2 separate regions of the Dromaius novaehollandiae genome follow, and region 2 is linked to region 1. A link is a contact called in public Hi-C data. All regions are on one chromosome and are shown on one strand. The core of a region is the stretch at or near the end of the contact, and the rest is flanking DNA. Distances in the headings are between cores, read along the strand shown.

Region 1 (3,003 bases), core at 348-2,847:
TTAGCAGCTACAGCTCTGTGTCCTCTTCTAATAAAACTCTGGCCCTGCTGAAATTCTGGATATTTCTCATCAACCTGGCTGAAGCCAAAGTTTCATTCTGTGAAATTTCAGAGACTTTTCTCGGTATAGGATATTAGGAGGATACTTGTGTCCAGCAGCATATGCTGAGATTCAATAGCCAATGCTGTCAAACTTCTTAAATAGCTACTCTTGCAATAGCATTTAGGTATTTCACTCTGGCTGTATAAGACACTACTTGACTTTTATAGGTATATGTTACAGATGAGGCATTTTAAGATGCTGAAATCAAGAAATCACAGACTACAAATTGTATCCTTACATTTTGAGAATGGAAACCAAAAACAACTCATGAAGAACAGCATCCTTGTTTGTGATTCTAGTGTTAGCAAGAGTGACATGATCTGAAAGTCTCATGGCTATTTTTAAAATCTCTTACTACCATGGGTTTCCAGACGACTGAGCTAGAGTAGATGACATCACAACTTCATGATGATCTTACTGCTGAAGGCAATATTGATGCAATGCTTCATCTTGGGAAGATAACTCTGAAAGACCAGGACACTGAGGTCCTGTCTGATTCATATGGATGCTTAGATTTCCTTTGAAATTTTGATTTTTTTTTCAATTTTTCAAAATTGAGATTCCTTTTCCTTTCCTATTTTGAGGGTGTCAAAGTCGATTGTGGAAACTGAGGCCTTCATCCACTGCTGAACGGTCCTGCTGGGAGACTGCTGCTTTCCCTCCAGAAAGAAACAATAGCGTAATGGTAGGTGAGCAGTAAGGTATCTAGCATGAAAAATCCTGTTAACAGTCTACTTGAGGGTGAGGAATAAACTCCTGGTTGTCACAGAATCAATTTTCTATCAACAGTGGCTTCCCCTTGGTCAGATGTCTGCATGATACAAACTTAACTACTCTTAGTTGTAGAGTGCACTAAGGCTGTAAACAAGCAAACAGTGAAGTCAAGATAAACCCGCCTGGAGGGAGGATGAGGGCAAGGAAGGCTCAATGTAGGGAATATAAAATTCCTAGTTCCAGGAATGGCCAAGCAACATTTCTACAAAAATGAGCAGCTGTCATGAATTTGCAGATACTATTGCAGCTTTTCATCTTTTTTCTTTTATTCCGGAAAGGATGTGAGTGGCAGTATAACAAGCCAACATCCATCCTGAGAGGTCATTCACGTAAATAAAAGTTTGAGGATCCTGTACTAAATTCATCCAGTTATTATTACTATTTTACTCGGTTGGCTTGCTTCCTCACAAGGTGCGCAGGCACTGGTAGCTCCCCAGGCACAGGTGACAGAGTGTTCACTTTTCCCAAACTGATGTTCCTGATCCGGCGTGCCTTGGAGCGAGTCACAAAAAGGAGACAAAGATATCGGGGGTAGCTTCTGAGCTGGGCAAAGGTGGTGCAGGGAATCCCTGGCCTCGGGCGCCTAATGCAGGCGCACATTTGAGGAGAGAACATGTGTAATGAATACATTGCAGCCTCCGGTGGGAGCCCTGCCACTGTGAAATTTGTAGCCAATTAGCAGTGTTGCACAATTCCAGCAGAGTAACACCAGTCTCTATAGACCCGGTATACAGACAGAAATTAGTTTAGACAAATACCTCTTAATCCCTTGTTCTTGGCTGGTCTGGAGTGCCTACTGCTATGTGCTAATAGCTTTGGGAAATCCCAATTCCCAGTGTCAAGCTTAGAAGAATCAGTCTATTATAGGGAGACATTTATTTAGCATTAGCTTTGATCAGTGCTCCTAGGTGAAAGCTTCTTAAATAAATAAACGGGGCAGCTTCCCCGGCTGGGCGATGCGGGCTTTGCACCACACGGCAGGCACAGAGGGGGCCGAGCCGAGCCGGGCTGAGTTGTGCCGAGCCGAGCCGGGCAGGGCTGATTCGGGTAGAGCCAGGCTGAGTCGTGAGGAGCCGGGCCGGGCCGAACCGAGCCCAGCCGAGCCGGGCCGAGCCGGGCCGGGCCAGACCGGGCCGAGCGGCGCGGCGGCGGGATCGCGGCGACGGGATCGCGGCGACGGCGGCGGCTTTTGGGCGATCTCGCGCTGCCCCCCGGCGGCCGGAGGCGGCCGTGCCGCTGCCCCGGGCCTCCGCCCGCGGGGGCCGAGCCGGCGGGGCTGCGCCCCGGCGCCGCGGGCAAAGGGCGTCCCACCGCCGGCACCGCCGCCGCCGCCTGGAGCCCCCCGAACGGAGTGTTAAAAAGCCGCCGCTGCACATGCATCAGTCTCACGAAAAGATTTAACGGTGACATTAATTGGCATCGCTGTGCTCGGCCTTCATGTCAGGTAGTCGCCGGCTTTCCCTGGCGTTAAAGGATCACGCCTGACACCTGGGCCTGCCACGAGGCGCACGGGCGTATTTTTAAGCCGCAGCCTCCCTACGTAGTCTCCGTGCAATTTGCTGAACGATACCGGTGTATAAATAAACTAACCACATAATAAGTGTGAAAATTGCATGGGAAACTCCCTGGACACAATTTACAGACCCTCGTAACAGTATAACATTACTTACATGCTCCAGAAACTTCAGCGACTGGGGGAGGGAAATCGCACTGACACATGCAAAGTAACTTAGGAATCGACCACCATTTTCAGATCACCGAGTGGCATGTGGGGGAATAAAATAATGTGTTACTCCTAAATACTAATTATTTGCATGCACTGGGTCTTGGTCCATAATTGGAATGTGAGCAATCTGTAGATATAAAATGTAGCAATTTCTGTACTTATGTAAGTAGCTGTTATCTAAAAATTACATAGCTTACTATGGCGTTAACTTTATGACTGCTTCCTGGCATTGCTTGGATGCAGAGTACCTGCAGAAAGCACCTGCTGGGTTTCTGAATGCACCAGGTACATCCTAGCATTTCCATGACTTTGGAGGAATGTTAATAGCCTGGCAGTAGCGCAGCAGGCTTCTCGGAGGAGCGGCGGGGAGGGAGGATGAGCGAAGATGGTTACATTAGGGC
Region 2 (3,163 bases), core at 585-3,084, 220 kb before region 1:
TCCATAAAATGAAGCTTTGCATTGGCCTCAAGAGGCCAGATCTTATTTTTGAGATTTTGTTAACTATATAGACAAAAATACTTTTCCTGTTTTTTAGGATAGCAGTTGAATGCAGACCACATCAGTTTGGTCCCAATGGAAAAAATAATCATTTCATATCCAAAACATACCACTGATGTACACTGTTTTAAAACAGTTTTCCTACTGCTTCATTTTAGTTCTTATATAAATGAGAATACCAAGCAGGAAGCTACAAAAGTCCAAGGAAGGGATGTGACAGGATGGTTGGCTCTTGTTAATCTTTTAGTTGACCAAGGAGACGGATGAGTTCACTTTTGTGTTCAGAAGCATGCAGTCCCTGTGACTTATGAGAGCAGCACTCCTTGCTGGACTATCCAATGCACTGAAGGTCCATTCACAACTTGCAGCTGATGTGCATAGGGGCATTTTGTTTCTGATAATGTGTCGTTATTTTTCTAAGTCTTCCCATATAAACTGTTCTCTAAAGACAACCCTCTTTTGCTGTCCTCCCAGGATTTCCCTAGATGCTGTGTTTAACTTTACACACATGTTTAACTAGGAAATCATTTCCAGCTTCAAAAAGTAACTGCGAATGGGTTATGTGTGCATGTGAATTCAGATGTTGATGTTTCCTTTAAGGAAATGGTTTTGGTTTTTTTGTATTTTTTTGTTTTTAAGATCCTGGTGTGCTTATCTACAAGGCTGGCATGAAAAGCAACCTGTGATCATGATTATAAGTTACAAATTGTAATTTTTCTAGCAATATTTCACAAGTCGTGAATTTGTTTGAAACTTGAAGATTTTCATTAGATATATAGAACACCTGTCACAAACTAGGTATTGTATGGATACTTGAGCTTTTGGCCTTTGTATTAAAAAGGAAAAATACTTTTGGATTGCATATGTAGTTTATTATTTGGGGTAGATTAGTACTCATTACTCTGGATACTATGGAGATAACAAACTTTTGGAAAGCTTGAAAAGTGTTCAGACTGTTCTGTAATTTTGTGTTTCTGTGTAAATGTGACAGATTCTGATGAAATACATTGAATATGCCGTATTCTGAAAACTTGTGGGCTTAGGCATGTCATCAGTTAACAGATATAGCTTTGTTAGTTCCTCATTTCTTAAGTAGTTTTTGCCATAAAAGATGATACAAGGCAGTTCAGTTATCTGGTTTTGTGAGTTGGAATATTGTATCTAGAAAAATAGTAATTTAAACCCTTCCTTACATTAATCTTTCCATTCATATGTTTCCAGTGAACACTGAAAGCTAATGTAAAATAGAGGAACATTAAGTGTCAGGAGATTTGGTCTCTTTGTGTGAAGAGGGTGAATAAAAAAATAATTACAGAAAAATGTTAATATAAATTGATACAGGCTTTTCTGATGGTCAAAGATTAATACATTTTCAAAAAGAAAAAAGTGGTATGCAATATTGTTGTGGAGAAAATCTGGATAAATGCAGGTAGGCTTGCAGGTGTCTCTGATGTAGGTGTCTAAGGGGGGAAAAGTACTGTATGGGATGAAAAGTGAAATTAATGTTTTCTTACACTGACACAATTACAGTTCAATCATAAGTCTTAGCAGAAAAAAATTAAAGCGGGGAATATACCTTTCAAGTTAAAGAAGTTCTTGTTGAAGATGATTGTATTGTTAACTTCAGCGTACCTGAGTGAAAATGAGTTTTGATAACTTCTGTAAGTTGTCTGCTTTCTAACTTTGTGACTGAGAATCCCTTAGCTGAAGTTGGAGGAAAAGTGAACTGAAAGCATGTGATGCTGGATGCTCTATATTGCCTCTTGTGGACTTTAACTCCTGTTTGTGAGATGCAGGTTTGGTTATGGCAACGCACTAGAAGTAGCGGAACTACCATGGATTTCCGTATGTTGACTAAAAATTCTTGTAATGTGACACACTGCTTCTTGTAAAATGACACATTGTCATTTGTTTAAAACTGTGCTTGTGTATAATATGTTTACTTCATTTTAATGGGAGAAGTATTAAATATGATATAGAAAGGATGCTATTTGTGTCAGAACATAGCTGTAGGACAGAGTGTGAAATCCGTAAGCCATTGACAAAGTTTCCCATAAGAGCTCAGATCTCTTTGGTTAACCTTAGTGAGATATGTGATGGTGATTGACCTTGGTTTACCTTAAGACATGCAGCAGAAACTTTGCAGTCTTACAGCTCTGGTCATAGGCAGGCTGGATCCTGCAGAGAAATTAGTGTGTGCGATTCCAGTAAATGAGGTAATTTATGTGTATAGTGTAGTAATGATGGTGATTTTTCACTAGATGGCGATAGAGACCTTGAGATCATTAATCAATTAAGACTTTCATTTTTGTCAAGTGTTTTAAAGATTGACTGTACGTTTTTTCAAACGCGTCCTCCTTGTTTATTTTTTTTTTTCAGTTGTGAGTAACCTCTGAAAGGGAAGACAGGGAATATCTGTGTGAAATTTGTCTTAATTCAGTATATTATATATCACAGGTAGACTGGTTGAGTTTAATGTATTTTGAAAGGAAAAAAATTGGCAAAAAATTAGAATGGGAGGGAGTTAAAACTATACATCAGATCTATTTGTCCTTTTTGAAAAACATAAATATTTGCTAATTCTGATCATTAGAAACACATCGGTTCTTGTTCTAACAATAAATTTTATTTTAAACAAAAGGTTTCTTTACAGTTTTTGGAATCCAAATATTACATTATCGATCTGGAATGCATTAGAAAGATTCTCTTTATTTATTTATTTATTTTTTCTCCTTGGTGTTACTAAGAGTTCGCCTGGACATTGCTCTTGTTTTAACTACAGCAGTTGCTTGCATGGAAAAGTAATAGGAAAATATTTAATATATTTTTAGCTGTCCTTTTAATGTAATTTAACAACTGGAAACAAGATGAGTTGGTGCTGTACAACCAGCCAGCTCTGCACCAGCAGGCAGTGTAAGGTCATGTCTTTCTAGCCTCTTTAAAAGGCAGCCCTTTTGATGAAGTGTCTCTTGTCTGATTTCCCAAATTCAGGATGCCCTTTCCTGCAGTATTTTCTTACAGGATGACAGAGTTGCTGAGAGATTTTTTTCTGTACTCAGCTTGGTTGCCAACGGCTGTTCAAAACTGATGCTTTTTCCAGGTA

Evidence for each region. A called contact is a pair of places that touch in the nucleus more often than the background predicts.
Region 2: a contact with region 1 is called in a Hi-C map of brain, with 6 times the contacts expected there. The contact joins two enhancer-like sites. A contact is called at or near these places in 3 of 4 Hi-C or Micro-C datasets (brain, liver and ovary).

What each region holds. Positions count from the first base shown.
Region 1 is chr1:131,464,300-131,467,302 of bDroNov1.hap1, reverse strand. No RefSeq gene overlaps it. Among named protein-coding and RNA genes, the nearest start is that of ARX, 29 kb to the left of the region's middle. Within about 2 kb of position 1,597, at least 1 of the 2 cell types and tissues checked has open chromatin away from gene starts, as enhancers often do.
Region 2 is chr1:131,680,277-131,683,439 of bDroNov1.hap1, reverse strand. The region is part of intron 26 of POLA1 (DNA polymerase alpha 1, catalytic subunit); the gene reads left to right. Among named protein-coding and RNA genes, the nearest start is that of POLA1, 38 kb to the left of the region's middle. Within about 2 kb of position 1,834, at least 1 of the 2 cell types and tissues checked has open chromatin away from gene starts, as enhancers often do.